2 separate regions of the Sus scrofa genome follow, and region 1 is linked to region 2. A link is a contact called in public HiChIP or PLAC-seq data. All regions are on one chromosome and are shown on one strand. The core of a region is the stretch at or near the end of the contact, and the rest is flanking DNA. Distances in the headings are between cores, read along the strand shown.

Region 1 (7,610 bases), core at 2,833-5,332, 71 kb after region 2:
ACCCACCAGACACACACAGGATGTGGGATACCTGGGTCAACAGCACAAGTGAAAGAGGTTGGTTTTTAGTTGACAGGAAGCCTTTATGAGTCAACAGAGGGAGGTGGCAGCCAGCACAGCTCATGTCACTGTAGCCTCTACAAGTGGAGGATGGTGAGCGGAGGAGGAGTCAGGGTGCATCCAGGAGATGGAGATTAGGCCTGGAAACCTCAGCGGGAAAGGGGCGCTGGGAAACTACTGGGCTCATAGAAGCTGCTGGCGGCTGGGATGGGAGGAGGCTTCTCAACGCCACGGCTGCTGCTACATCCCTCTCACCCTTTGTCATGACCAAAGCGTGTTAATATATTTCTGAGCAGGTATAGCCCCTTGTTGACTTTTATGCTTTTGCCTTACTTGCTTTGGGAATATGCTACTTATTCAGTGTAGATGTTTTAATGAATGTAACCTGAGTAAATGCAGGGATTCCTTGTGACTCAGTCTCTGAGTCACAGTAAAAGAAGCAGAGTCCAGCAAGTAAAGGAAAGGAAGAGATTTCTGTCTTCACGCACAAAGAGAAGAAAACGGATGAGGTCCCTTCTACTTCTCTATCTCATTATCTTGTGCTTCCAATCCTCTCTAGAGCCTTTCACTCTACCAAAGCATCCCAAGCCCTCCTGACATCAATCCACTGGAAAGGCCATCTTTTTGCCCTACTGCCCCTCCTTTATATAGCTGGACTTAACATCTGTGTCTTCTTTTTCTTGTCCCTCCTTCTCCCCTCCTCTTCATTCTTCTTTAGTTGTCTTTCCACTTTACTGCGGACCAAATCCCCCCGCACCATGGAACTGATTCAATAAGCCAGGATAATCACCCTGGGCTCCAGTTTCTCCAGTGCTGTCTGTCTCTCCCTATTCTCTCAGGACCTGGGATGGCCAGGATAGAACTCCTCTTAGGAAGCTGGATGAGGAGAAGCAGGGCAGGCAAGAACTCCACTTTTGATGGGGGAGGTGGAGGCAAACATGGCAATGGGAGGGATGGTGGGGAGCCTGGGAATGCTCTACATATGAAGCCTATCCTCATTGCATTAGCATATGGTCACCGTGGGTGGAAGAGCCTGGCCACCCATGCACACAATCCCACCACAGATTGCTGTGTGATAGCTATTTTGTGAGCACCAGCAGATAGAGGCCCTTCTTTGCCCATAATGTCCCCATCACCTTATGTTGGCTCCTTCTCATTACCACGTTGGTCGCCTCTTCTTTACAGAGTTGACACTCATTTCCTTGGTGACATGCCCTGCGATACAGTGAGAGAGCCAGCTCTCACCCACAACGACGGCTCCACCACCTTCCCCAACCTCCTGTGCAGCCAGGTGGGGGGGCCATGTGGCTCATTCTGCCCAAGAGGCTGAGAGCGAGGCAGTTAGGAGCTGGCGTGCCTTCACCACCCCTCCCTGCTGTGCTGACTCTGGGGGCCCTGGTTCCACGTGGCCTGCAAAATGGGGGCAGTTCTCCCAACTCACGCTGCACCTGATAGGAGCAAGAAACAAACTTCCATTGCGTTAAGCCCCCTAGAGCTCAGTGTTGTTACTGCAGCATTGCCGCGCCCAGCGAATACCCAGAACATCCGAGTGAACTGAGTAATTGCTGTTCTTGAGCTCTGTTGTGTTTGATGAAGGAAGACACGGCTTCTGGAGCCACGCAGGGCAGCTGATTGACGCTTTCTCTCACTGTCATCATCCATCCCAGATGGCACTTCCTGTTTGGTAACACCTCACGTGGGCTCCTCGTCCCCCACCGACTCTGCCAGTCACCATCCCACACAGTCAAGTGTGCAGAGGATTAGAGGTTTGCCAAGAACACATCCTCCTGTCTGCCAAGGAGTGTCGGCTGGAGGAAGAATTCTAACAGAGGATGTTGGGAGGTGAAGTGGACTGGAGGCAGGAAACTCCTTGTCTCTGATGTGAGCAAGGGGAGGTTCAATGTCCACTGGGCTTGGGGGTCGGGGGAGCATGAAGAGGAGACCCCAGCCCTGAATGGCAAGGCAGGATACACCAGATGGCTTTTAAGTCTCATCCAACTCTGAGAGTCCCCAGCATAGGATCTAACACATTTTTTTTTTTTCTTAAAGTGGATGAATGAATACATTTGGGTCACTAAGAAAGTAAAGAACTTATGAAATCAAATAGCCTGGCTTAGTGAGCAAATAAGCGTTGTAACATTGCCATTATCCTTTCTTAAAGATAAGAGTCGCATGAGATCAGGGTTCTCCACTCTCCTGAGGTTGACACACGGAGGGGAAGGGGGTGGTGGCGGTGAGTGGTCAGGAAGGCCTGTGAAGCATATCTGTAATTTACACATCAACCACGAGGAGGGCTCAGCTGAGGGAGGAGTCGGAGCCTTGAGACAGACCAAAGCCATCCTGATAACAGCCCATAATGGGGACGGCAGTGCTTCGTCATACACAAAGTGTTTCCCCTGACATTCTAAGAGCCTAGAGAGGATGCTCGGAGCTTATTATCCTGTACCATACATTAGCATATATTTCTGAGTGTATGAGCATCGCCTCAGGAAGAAGGGCTGCCATTCTCATTGCATAGATGTGCAGATTTTCAGAGATTTCTTTCCCCCCTAGATCACATAGCAAGAAAGGCTGAGATGCAAGGCTTGAAGCCAGATCCTTGGACTCAAAGTGATGCATGTGAAAGCAAAAGAGCATCACTCCCCATCCTGGAAGCTGTGTCTGAAACCAGTCCCCATGCTCCTCAGTCCCTGAGGAACTTTGACTTTCAGCATGTAAGCTTGTGTGCCAGGAGGGATTACAGAGAGAAGAAAGCTCTGAAGTGCTTCCAGGCAAGAGGGGTTGTCTTGGGAAAAACCATAGCCTGGGGGAAAGAGTCCTGGGGTTCAGATCCTGATGCTTTGACCCACTTCATGTCTGAGAAACCCCAGTTTCCTCATCTGAAAATAGGAGGAAAGACATTGATCTGCCTTAAAGGATTTCTCTGAGGACCTGATAGAGGGTGGGGTGAAAATGTTTTAAAAACCCTACAAAAGCTGAGGTTCTTGTTTCAATGTAGGAATGCTTCAGCTGCAATGAATGGGACAGGCAGCTATAGTGGTTTGACCAGCTGAAGCTTTATTTTTCTCATGAAATTAGAAGTCTCTGGTGAGTCTGTACAGGGTAGAAGGTGATATAAGAATGCCACTGAGCCTCTGGCCTCTTTCTGTTTTTCTGCACTAATGTCATCCTCATGCGGCTGCCTCATAACCACAAGGTGGCTGCTACACCTCCAGGCCTTGTGTTCAAGTTCTAGGCAAAAAAGGTGGCGTGGGGGGCAAGGAGGAGGAAGAGTTGGTGCCTATATTATGAATGAAAGTATTTTCTTAGAAATATCATAGCTCATTGGCCTGAACTCTAATCAAAGGGCCTGCTTCTAGGTATGCGGGTGGTCAGAGATGTGAGCATTTGTAGCCAGGCCCCCCACTAGCCTGATCAAACCCAGGATTTTGATGGAAAAGGAGAGGCTAGGGTCCATGGTGTGTGGCAGCTGGCCGTGCCCACCATAGAGCTGGACATTGAATTCACAGGGATCTTTTATATGCAGTCTCTGGGTTGGCGTGAAGGTGAATCAGGTGGCCTCAGCCTTTGAGGAAAAAGTGGATCACAGTATCCGACCATCAGAATGGGAAACAGAGGTGGGCTGGAGGCAGAGAATGGTGGGGGCTGCTGCACGTCTAGGAGGCCCAGGGGTAGAGGTTCAGTCATCCTTCCCTCCCTCCCCCCTCCCTCCTTCTCATTTGTTCAGTTGCATGCGTCCATCCCCCCACCCCACACCCCCCAACTCCCCACAGGGCTGGGAAAGCTGAATCCGCGGAGCCCATTTCTAGCCACTGTGTTTGTGTATGTCTCCACCCGAAGATGTCTAACCACAGACTTCCTCTTGACTCCTGGCAACAGAGAGAAAACAAAACCACAGCAGCTTTCATTGCTGAAAACACAAAACTGCCTCTATTTCTGGGAGGAAACACTAAAGACTCCAGTCCAAGGAGCCTCGGTTGGGCAGTCAAATCTCCACACTGTGCACAGTGAGGTCCAGGCGGGAGGCAGCCATGAGCTCAGGGGTCAGTAGGCCGAGGGGCGGGGCACTGACCGCTCTGGGAACCTGGGACCTTCACACACACTCCCCGACCCCGGCAACGCTGTTAGCCTCTGGGGCTGATTTTGATTTCAAGCAATCCGTGTTTTTCCTTTCTCTTATTTTCTGTGTTATTCATTTCACCTATTGATGAATTCCTATTTCATACTTTCTTCTCTTGTTTATTCGTTTTTCTCATTTCTTCTGATGTGTTTTTGGCGCCTTTATTTTTCATCTTCCTTAATAATGAAGGCATTTCAGGGCCGTACATTTTCCCCCGAGTTGAGATGTTTTCTGAATCCCATAGGTTTTTGAAATAAAAAGTTCCCCTTTTCATCTCTTTCTAGATGATTTTTAACCTCGGTTTTAATATTTCTTTTGATCCATGGGTTATCTAGAAGAGTGTTTATTAATTTCTAAGTACTTAAGAATAGTCTCAGCCACATTATTTTTTTTTATTTAAAAATTTTGGATTAGAGTCATAGACGGTGGCCTGTAACATCTCCAATTAATTTTTTTCCTTGTGTCCAAGTATGTAATCAAACTTTATCAATGTTCTATGGTGAAGGGAAAGATGAACTGGTCAGAAAAGAGTGGAATTCCACAATGTCCTGGTTCTGCAGACACAATGCCCAGTTCCAAATCTTCTACCCCTTTCTAGCTGTCTATCTGTCCACGGAGAAAATATAGAGTTTTTGAGCTTTACTTTCCATCTTTAAAATGGGAGCAATAGTGATAGCCACCTCTTTGCTTTGCTGTAAAGATAATTAGGAGATTGTGTATGTAAACGTGACTGGAATGGGGCCTGGCATACTAAACAGAAATGTTGCTATTTTTGTTGTTTTTGCAGAAAGGAAGGAACCTTTACTGTCTGTGCCCTGAGCTTTATTCCCAACCCAGAACTGTGGTTTATGGTTATTGTGGGGACTAGAAGAAAAGAGGAAATGGGTGGCTCAACACAGCCATCACCCTTCCCACGAGGGGAGGCATCTGTGGCCCAGAAGGATGGGGCCACTTGCCCACGGAAGCACGGCAATTTGGTGGCCAAGCTAGGCTTCAAACCCAGGCCTCAATCGGCCAATCCTTCCCCCTCTGCTGGCAGTTGATCTAGTTTCTCTCTTGAAAGAAGAGGCACTTGACCCAAGATTAGCCTCCGAGATGCTGGGAGGGCTGGAGGCTCTGGCGGGGTGACAACTTCTGAGCTTGTCATGTTATACTCTTGCCATCTGGGAAGGGTAACCCTGAGGTCAGGAAGTTCCAAGAGAAGATGTAGAAAGAGGGTTAGGATTGGGCATAGCTGGATGCTTTGGGCATCTCTGTTTCTTTGCTCAGTGGGGGGCAGGGGAAAGCTAAGCTTGACACGGGGAATGGTCCTCCAAGGCACCCCAAGAGGCATTGGTTGTCCTCTGGGCCTCAACCCTCCATACCAGTCTGCCACGCTTCCCCAGCCCTGACTCTGACCCCAGCAAAGCCCAGTCCTCCTGGGGACCCTGTTGTCATCTCTAGCAGGTATTTTCTGGAGCAGAGAGCAGGAGCAGGGCTGCATATTATTGATCAGAGTAGCTCGGCTGCATGCATAGGCTCATGGAAACTGGAGGGACTGGGGTGACAGCCCAAGCAGGACTGCAGAGGCCTGGTTAAGAAGAAGGCCAAAGGGTGTATGGTGCTGGCTGTGCCTGCCAGCTGACATTGGAGAGGGGCTGGCACTGTGCCTTGGGGTGCACAGAATTCACAAGGCAAGGGACCTTCTTTCTGGTGGAAGGCTGGGGATGGGAGGGAATCTCGGGGCAGAATTACAAGGAGAAGAGTGGCTGAGCTATCTGATTGGGGCCACTGATCTCAGGAGCAAATGACCATTTCTTGGCCAAGGACTCCCTGTATCTGGAAGCATCATGTGACCATGCTGTGCATGGACCATGACAGGACAAGGATGCCTATAACAGATACAGCAGCACAAGATTAAAGCACCCGGGTGGACAGGTCTTGGCATCTGTGGGGAAGGTTGCCAGCAGATAAAGGTTGGGGTTACAGGCTGATTTTAGAGGATCCTCCTTTGCACATTTTAAAAACATGGCCTCTTCTTGATTCTTACGAAAATTAAGCAAGTCAGTGTGTGCAAAAGTACTTTGTAAATAGTAGCACAAGAACAGAAGCGAGTTGTGGCATAAAGAATTTGATGAGAAAATGCCCGCTGATTTTCTACTCCGGCCCCAGCCCCTCTGTTCAAAGCTGTAGGGGAATCAAGTGGGGTTAAGTCTTGGGCTTTCTCAAAGTGAAAGGCTTTACAAACAGCATCCTTCCCTCCCTCTTCCTTCCAACATGCTTTTGTGATGCGCCTAGTATCAGCCACGTGCCGGCAAGGAGTTGAATGACATAGCGATCACCGTCTACTAGGGAGAGACAGGAGCAAAGGAGAGGGTATGAAGCCTAGCCTGGTGGCCAGGGACTGTCACCAAGAGGCAGCTGGCTTCCGTGGGCACGAGGCCGGCGACAGTGCAACAAGCACAGGGAGGCTTCTAGAAAGCTCCAGATCGAGAGGGATGTGGAGGCGGATCTTGAGGAAGGAGCCCGATGAGGAACAGAATCCTCTTGGGGGAACCAGGCAGAAGGAAGAGTGTGCCCAGAGGCGTGGAACCTGTGACTCGCAGCTGCGAACCATGGAGCCCCAAGCCAAGTGTTGGTCCCAGGGTGCGGATCGGCAGTTTGGGAGCTCAGAAGCATTGATGGCCCCAAAGGGAACACACGTGTTGAAATGAACTCCTCAGGGTGACACTGGGGGCCAAGGCTGAGTTGCCCTGTTAAGTAGGGGGTGTAGTGGGAAAAGCACAGGTAGGTCTTAAAGCAGATGGTCCTGGCTTCTAATTCATACCGTGGTACTTGCTACTCCATGACCTTGGTCACCACAAACCCCTCTGAGCCGCAGCTTTATCATGTCTAAACTAGGGACAGGTGACCTGAGCATTACCTTGGAAATCCATGTCCTTGGTTTGCATGGGCGGAGGGATAGAGACCAATTTACCTTGAACACGGCCCTGGGGAGATCCGGAGCATAAGTTATCATCTCAGCCTTTGCAGAGCCCATGGTGTCTCTTCTTGAAAGACAAGAAAGCAGCCAGTTACAGCATGGTCTGAGTTTCAGTGGGCTAAGCAGGGCCAGGAGATAAGGGAACCCAAGGGAAGACATCTTAGCCTGGCCTGGGAAGTCAGTGTTCCTGGAAGCAATGAGTGTGGAACTGGGGGCATTCCTGAAAGTCCAGGCAAAGTTAGCAAGGCAAGGAAGGAAGGAAGCAAAGGGAATTCCAGGCAGAGGGATCAGAATGGGCAGAGGACTGGAGGTAGAGGCCAACTAAGACACAACATGAGAAATGGGGGGCGATGAGCCTGTGGAAGGTAGGCAATGGACTTGAACGCTGTGTCACGGAGCTTGGACTTTATCCTGTATGCAGCAGAGAGTATTTAAGAACGAGAAACACAAGGGAAAGAATGGATCAGG
Region 2 (6,902 bases), core at 2,132-4,631:
GCAATGAGCTCTGTGTTGAACCACATCAACTTTGAGATGTCCAGGGGGCCATCAGATCAGTGGAATTCAGGGAGGTGTATGGACAAGAAAGAAACCTGAGTCACCAACGCATAGTTTATAGTTGAAATTGGGTGGTTAAGGTAACTTGGGAGAAGATACACAACAGTTCTTGATATCTACGGTACATCAGGATCACCTCGGGCAAGGGTTGGTGGGTTTAACTAGCGAAAATACAGGAGGCCCCCTTACGTGTGAATTTCAGATAAATAATCAGTAATTTTTCAGTATAAGTATGTCTCAGATGGGCCATGAGCCTCTGGGCATCCTGAATTTTACCTGGAAACTCAACTTAGGGAGCTTGTAAAAAGGCATGCTCATGGGCTGGCTCCACTTGCAGAGATTCTGGTTCAGTGGGTCTGGGGGGTGGTGAGGCCTGAGAACCTGCATTTTGGCACACTCCCCTCTAGGGCTGCAGGCAGTTAGAACTGTGACAGACACTGAGGGAGAATGAGGCGGGGAGAGGGTTCAGGGCAGACCCCAGGGATCTTGGCACTTAAGGTGAAAGCAGAGGGAAGCCAGCAAGCACACCCTGGAGGGAAGGATGATCAGGAGGAATATGGGGCTGGGTGGGATTGCTGATGATCCCCAGGGGGAGGTAGGTGGTGAGCAGGGGTAGCGGGGCAGTGAAAAGTTGCAGGGGGCGCACTGACAAGAAGCCCTGAGTGCCAGCGTGGGGTCAATGATAACCCTGGCAAAGTTGTGGACTCCCTTCTGCAACTCCCCACCCCAGGTTCCCCAGGGCTGTCCTGCCACTTTGGGCTGTTCCCGGAGCACAGGGACAGTACCCGCAGTGTTAGCTTCTCTGCTTCAGGGCTTTCCCCAGGGCAGTTCAGCTGCAGGTAGGCGTAACCTGGAGATGCCAGGGAGTGAATCCCACTGTGGGAGGCAACTGGGGGGGTCAGTGCCTCAGGCTTCCCACCTTGGTGAGTCCCCTCCACTCAGTTTCCTGGGGGAGCCCATGGCATTGCTCTCAGTTGTGCTGGCCAGAGCCTGGGGCAGCGTAGATGCTCAGTATGGAGCTAAGAGAGGGCTGGCTGACCACAGGCATGAATGAGTGAAGGAATAAATGAGTGAAAGACAGAATTCAAGCCCAAGCATGTTTGCCTCTCAACTCAAGCCCTGGCCTCACCTGGACCACGTCACCTGAATTCTCTCCAAAGGGTAACGATGATGAAATGCTGATGGTGGGAGGATGAATCACATAGCTTCCCCCTGTGCTGGGTGTGTTGGCTGCTCTTCCCTCAGCCCCTTCCTCCAAGCCTGGAGCCACAGTCCCCCACCCTGCCTCCTTCCAGAATTTTCCCTCACTGCTCTTGGGGCAGCTCCATGCCAACTCCACAGCTGTCCTTTTGAAGATGCTGTTTGCTTTTCCTGCCTGAAGTTTTATCCTTTTCTCCAGGAAAATATTTGTCTTCCCATTACTTGAATCATGCCACCCCGGTCCAGTGGGGAGACCTTCGAGGAGAATTAGTCCTGTGTTTTGTTTGCTGTACTGGGAGAACAAACAGGCTTGTTTGACTTACCTGCATTTTCCCAGTAGGTGGACCCCTAGGAGCAAACGCAGAGTAGCCCTGTCTCCTGCCCCTGGGACCTGAGTTGACTGTGGACCATTTCAACCCAAAGGGGTTCCCTCAAGCTGGGCTGGGTGGGTCAGGCTGTTCTTGCTGGTTTACCTCAAAGCACACGTTCCTATCCATGTCCAGGGTGCCTGAGCCTGGATTCAAGCTCCTTTGAAGGCCAGGAAACATTCCGTCTTCCTCACATAGCAACCTGGCACCATAACACTTCAATGGGTTGAAATAAGGGTGAGACTTCACCATGAAAGGGTTCTAGAGGTGATGGGTGGCATTGACTGGAGGGGCTGTGACCAGGAAGAACTGGAAATTTGTGGGGATGCAAGGGCCCTGGCTTTAGGGCCAGATGGATCTGTCAGTAATGAGGAAGCTTTGTTGTGTCTGTGTTGCTAAGAGCTCAGCTGGTACCCATTTATTCTACACACATTCAGTGAGCACTTCCCATGTGCCAGGTGTGAGCATGCATCAGTGGTCAACGCAGGTAATAGTCTCTGGCCTCTGGAATAACAGTCCAATGGAAGAGGACAGACAAACATAATAAATAAGAAAAAACATGAAAAAAGGAATGAAAAAATCGAGTCAGGTTAAGGATGAGAGGGAGGGTCTTATTGGTGGGGTTGTGGAATAAACAGAATGGTCAGGGTGGGTCTTGTGGAGAAGGTGTAATTAGAGTAAGGACTTGAAGGAGGGGTGGTACTTAATTCAGGCACGTCTGATTCTAAAGTCCAACTCATAGCCTACATTCCCAGCTGAACAAGACCAGAGAGCAGGATATGTAATAAAGCTTGGCAAGTTTGTCCCATACCCACTCCTCTTCCCCATAGAGTCTTTTGGGCATTCATCCACCAGCATCCTTGGGCAGCATCCTTAGAGCAAGGTGGGGGCATAGAGTGGTGAGCCTGGGAAGCAGGCAACCACAGAAATGGCCATGATTGACCTTGAGGGCTAAGTTAACTCTGGTTGGGGAGTGGACTTCGATTGGGCAGGGCCAGGCCCATCTGGGAAGGAAAAGCTCCTTCATTGACATTCAACTGCACTCCCCACGTTTGCCCTGTAGGCAAATGCATTAAATGAGCATTTATTGAAGGCCTGCTGGGAATTAGGTTCTTCAGGGTGCTTTCCTATCTGTCAGTCTCACAACAGTCCTTTGCAGCAGCAATGTCATCTTTGTTGACAGCTAGGAACATGAAGTCTCTGTAGTTGAAAAGTTTACGTGCTCCTGGCTGGCTAGGATAGAGATCTGGATCTGTCCGATTCCACACACCAGTCAATTTTCACATCCTCTTCACTATCAACTTCCTCATCTGAAAAACCACCACTATCACCATCACTGCTCCCACCACCATCATCATCAACGTTACCAAGATCATCAATATCAGCATCATTGTTAATACCACCAGCATCTTCATTGACCTCCTCTGTGACATCCCATCGATGGCCCCGTGATCACAGGCATCTGGGTAACAGTCTGATCAGAAACTTGGTAATGGGTCACAAGGCTTTGGGTAAGTCAGATCATCTGTCTCCACTTCAGCTTCCTTATCTATAGGATGGGATAAACCTATCTCCCTCTGAAGGTAGGTGAGATGCTGAAATCAGCCTTGGGTTTCCTCCATTCCTCTGAAACTGCTCGTGTCGAGATCACCCATGGCCTCCACAGCTGTCGTCATGATAATGCCCCACCCCCACAAAAGGATGGGAGGCGTCTGACCACTTCCTCCTTCTTTGTGCCTGGCTTGTGTGACACACGCTTGCTGGCTTTCCTTCTAACTCACTGATTCCTCCTCCTCTTCTGGCTCCATCACTTCCTCCTGGATCTCTGAATATTCGAATGTCCCAGAGCTTGGATCTTGCCCCCTCCTGGCTTCATCCAAACTCTCCTACTGCTTTCTCCCTGGTCTGTGCAACCATCGTGACCCCCTGGGAACACTATAATGACCCTCATGTCACCAGGGGATGGTCAGGGAAGAGGATCCTGAGGAAGGAGGGCCCTTTCTCAGGCCCATCTGGGACTAAAAGCAAACCATTTCAAGGAGGAAATGTAATCCTGAGCAAATGTGTTTGCCAGCAGTTTGAGAGGCCACTGCCTCTGGCATCTGCCTCCTTTTTAACTTTCCTAGCTTACTGGGTCTTTCTTGTCTCAAGAGATCAGAGCCCTTGGATTCCTTCTGCTCCAAATATGTCCACACCTTGCCAGGGACAGGACCTCTTAGAGACTGGCCCCCATCACCGAGGGAGTTCCTGTTTAGCGAAGAACTAAGCAGAAGGCTAAAGAGAGCTCTGTGGGTTTGGCTGGGGATATTCCTGGGCCGCTTTGCTGGCAACTCTGAAACAGCATCCCGCTGGGGGCTACTGTTTCTGTCCCCATGTTGGGCCCATTCTGAGACAGATTGCCCCACCCCCATTGGGCTGTTCTCACGCACTCAAGAAGAGAGGTATTCTTTTAGGTCCTCTTGGCCTCAGGAGCATTTTCAATCAGATGCCACTGTAAACAGATTGCCTACCCCTTATTCTGGGGGATGTGGGTGGACAGCTTTGAGGGGCGCTCTCTTCCAAGAATACATTTTCGCTTCCATCTTCAGGACGCAGTGGCTCCACTCTGTGCTCTTTTGATGCTGGCGTGAGTGTGAGATTGTTTGGGGGATAACACCCATGCTGCCTCTGCCTCACTGCTCAGGAGAGACGGGGTGAATGCATCACTCTGGCATCATGCTTTGTGCCCTGTGCATAGGGCTACCCTGTTGGAAACACTGCAGTCCACTCCCCACTGCCAGATTATCATTCCCAACATGGCTTGGTGCAACTGGGCCATGCCCCTGCTCTAGAACAATTTGATGTCTCCTGCTGCCCCTAGAGTAAAGTCACAAGCTTCACTTTGGCCTTTAATCTCTCTGCAGTTTGGCTTTCATCAGCTTTTCCAGCCAGGTCCCTCCTTCCCTCCCTCCCAAGGTCACATCACTGACCAGTGTCTGCCACCATCATGGCCACCTTTACACCAGCTTTTGATTAAAATGCCCCCTCCCATCTTCTTCTCATCTGTCTAAACTTCTCATTCCCCCCAGACAAACTTTCCAAGGCCTGCCTCTTCCCTTGGTCCCTTTGTTCATTCACCCCTGGCCCCATAGGACCACTGATGCCTGTCATGGGTCAGTCTTCCAAGACTGACCACCCAAGACTTTCTCCCTTGAGGAGGATTTATTCACAAAGGGACCACTTTCTAAGGGGTTTTCAGGGAGTGGGAGAGCCACAGGGGTCATACAGTCACCGGGGGCTAGTCACAGGAGAGAAGGCCTGCAGAAACCAGGGGAGGAAACTGCTAACAACTCCTGAAAGAAATGGGACCCATGGAGAAAGAGGGGCTGTGAGTTTCCAGAAGATAGGCAGTCAGCCCAGGGAGCTCCCAGGGAGGGGTCCAGAGGTCCAACACTCAGACCTCAGCCTCCTCTTTCTGGTTTCCTACCTACTGGGACTTGCTGTTGGCTAAGGCCATGCTGAAGCCAGAGGACAAGGGAGCCCATTACATAGTCCCTGTTGGCGGCCCCCGTTCCCACCACCCAGGGCAGGCAGCAGAGCGTAGGACAAAGAGAAGACTCAGAACTATACTTCATGAAAATTTCATTTTTTTCGTCCACTCCCACAGCATTCAGAAGTTCCCGGACTGGGGATCGAACCTGTGCCACAGCAGTAACCAGAGCCACATCAGTGACAATGCTGGATCCTTAACCTACTGAGCCACCAGGGAATTCCAGGACTATACTTTATACCTTAGATTGGTGATGAGTGAATTGGGAGAACTTTGAATGTCACAAGGAGAAAAGTTCTTAGCCTCAAACTGTTCACCTGAATTTCACAGATAGGGACGTGGAAGCTCAGAGAAGTTTGGTGCTGGTCTGAGACCACAGAGTAAGTTAGTATGAGACCATAATCAGGGTGAGTCTGAGCCCCATAATTCATTAGTAAAGTGGTTCTTTTATGAAAAATTAGAACAATTATACAGTTTCACAATTTTGAGACATTCATATATATTACCCTTTAGAGCTCACAACGGGCCTGGGATAGAGCCAGGGCAGGGGTTACTGCATCCAATTGTCAGAGGACGGATGGACTTCAGGGAGGTCAAACAAATGGTCCAAAACCCAAGTGGGGGAAAGGGATGGAACCCAACAGTGGGCTTGGCTCTGAAGACCAGGCCCTTTAGATAGGCCCATATCCCGTCCCTTCCTCCCACAGATGCTGCCTTTTTCAGAATCTGCTCCTATTCTTTCTCTCTTCTTCTCCCAGCTCATCCATTTCATCATCTCCATCTTCCCCATCCTCTCTTCCCCATCTCCCCCTCTCTCCCTCTTTTCCCCTCTGCCATTCTCCTGAAAAGCCAACCTTCTCTTTGGTCCAATAAACCCAGAGCACTGTTTCAGGGTCTTTCTTGCTTGCTTCTTGGTATCAAGGGTGGCCACATGGATGTATTTGTTGGGAGAGCTTCTGCCTTCATGGAGAGAGCAACTAACTTAGTGACTTTCTGTTTCTCATACCCACCAATGTGTTGTTTGCAGACAATACATAGCCACATAAGTTGTTGAGCAAGCTTTCCCTGAACCAATTAGATTCCGACATCTGCTTACTGTTTAATTATCTTCTGACTGAGGAAATGGAAAAGTTGACAAATAGTTTAACCCAGCAAGAGTCAGGTTCCTTATTTTTTTCCCCCCATTTGTGAGCGTGTTTATAGAACACTGATCGGCCAACATCTCCTAGTCTCTCTGGGGCACTGGTAAAAAAAAAAAAAAAAATATATATATATATATATATATATATATATATAGACAAATATTTATATTCCATGAACTCAAGATGGTTTTCATATTGTTTTCATGTTTAACTGATTTCAAATGAATGACAATGGCCCTTAATGTGGTTACAAGAATTTGCCATTAATTTTCACTTAAAATTGGATCCAGCTGGTATATATGCCTACACTGTTTTCCAGTCCTTAATGCTTTGCCTTCCTAAAACATTGGCCACTGGCTGATTGGCACAACAGCTTAGTGGGGGCATTAATTTCCTATTCCATGTGAATAAGAATTAAGTTCAAAAAACCACTCCTATTTTGGGGCTTTTTTGCCTGTAGCATTTGAGGCAGGCAGCTGGGAAACTGGGCAAAGGCCATGGGAATGAGGCTGGCTCCATGCACCATCCTTTCCTGGTGGTGAAGATGGAGATAGGAACTGGGTTACCAGGGCACCCGAGAGTGGTTCAAGGTCTCAGAGCATT

Evidence for each region. HiChIP or PLAC-seq counts read pairs in DNA pulled down with a chosen protein or histone mark.
Region 1: an H3K27ac HiChIP or PLAC-seq map of alveolar macrophages shows a contact between it and region 2. The contact joins two enhancer-like sites. A contact is called at or near these places in 9 of 47 Hi-C or Micro-C datasets (alveolar macrophages, blood, heart right ventricle and 2 more) and 1 of 2 datasets of contacts at active chromatin or transcription factors (alveolar macrophages).

The regions. Positions count from the first base shown.
Region 1 is chr1:167,498,814-167,506,423 of Sscrofa11.1, forward strand. No RefSeq gene overlaps it. Among named protein-coding and RNA genes, the nearest start is that of RPLP1, 210 kb to the left of the region's middle. Within about 2 kb of position 4,083, at least 27 of the 83 cell types and tissues checked have an H3K27ac peak or open chromatin away from gene starts, as enhancers often do. A contact at or near this core is called in alveolar macrophages, where this site is marked.
Region 2 is chr1:167,428,965-167,435,866 of Sscrofa11.1, forward strand. No RefSeq gene overlaps it. Among named protein-coding and RNA genes, the nearest start is that of RPLP1, 140 kb to the left of the region's middle. Within about 2 kb of position 3,382, at least 17 of the 83 cell types and tissues checked have an H3K27ac peak or open chromatin away from gene starts, as enhancers often do. A contact at or near this core is called in alveolar macrophages, where this site is marked.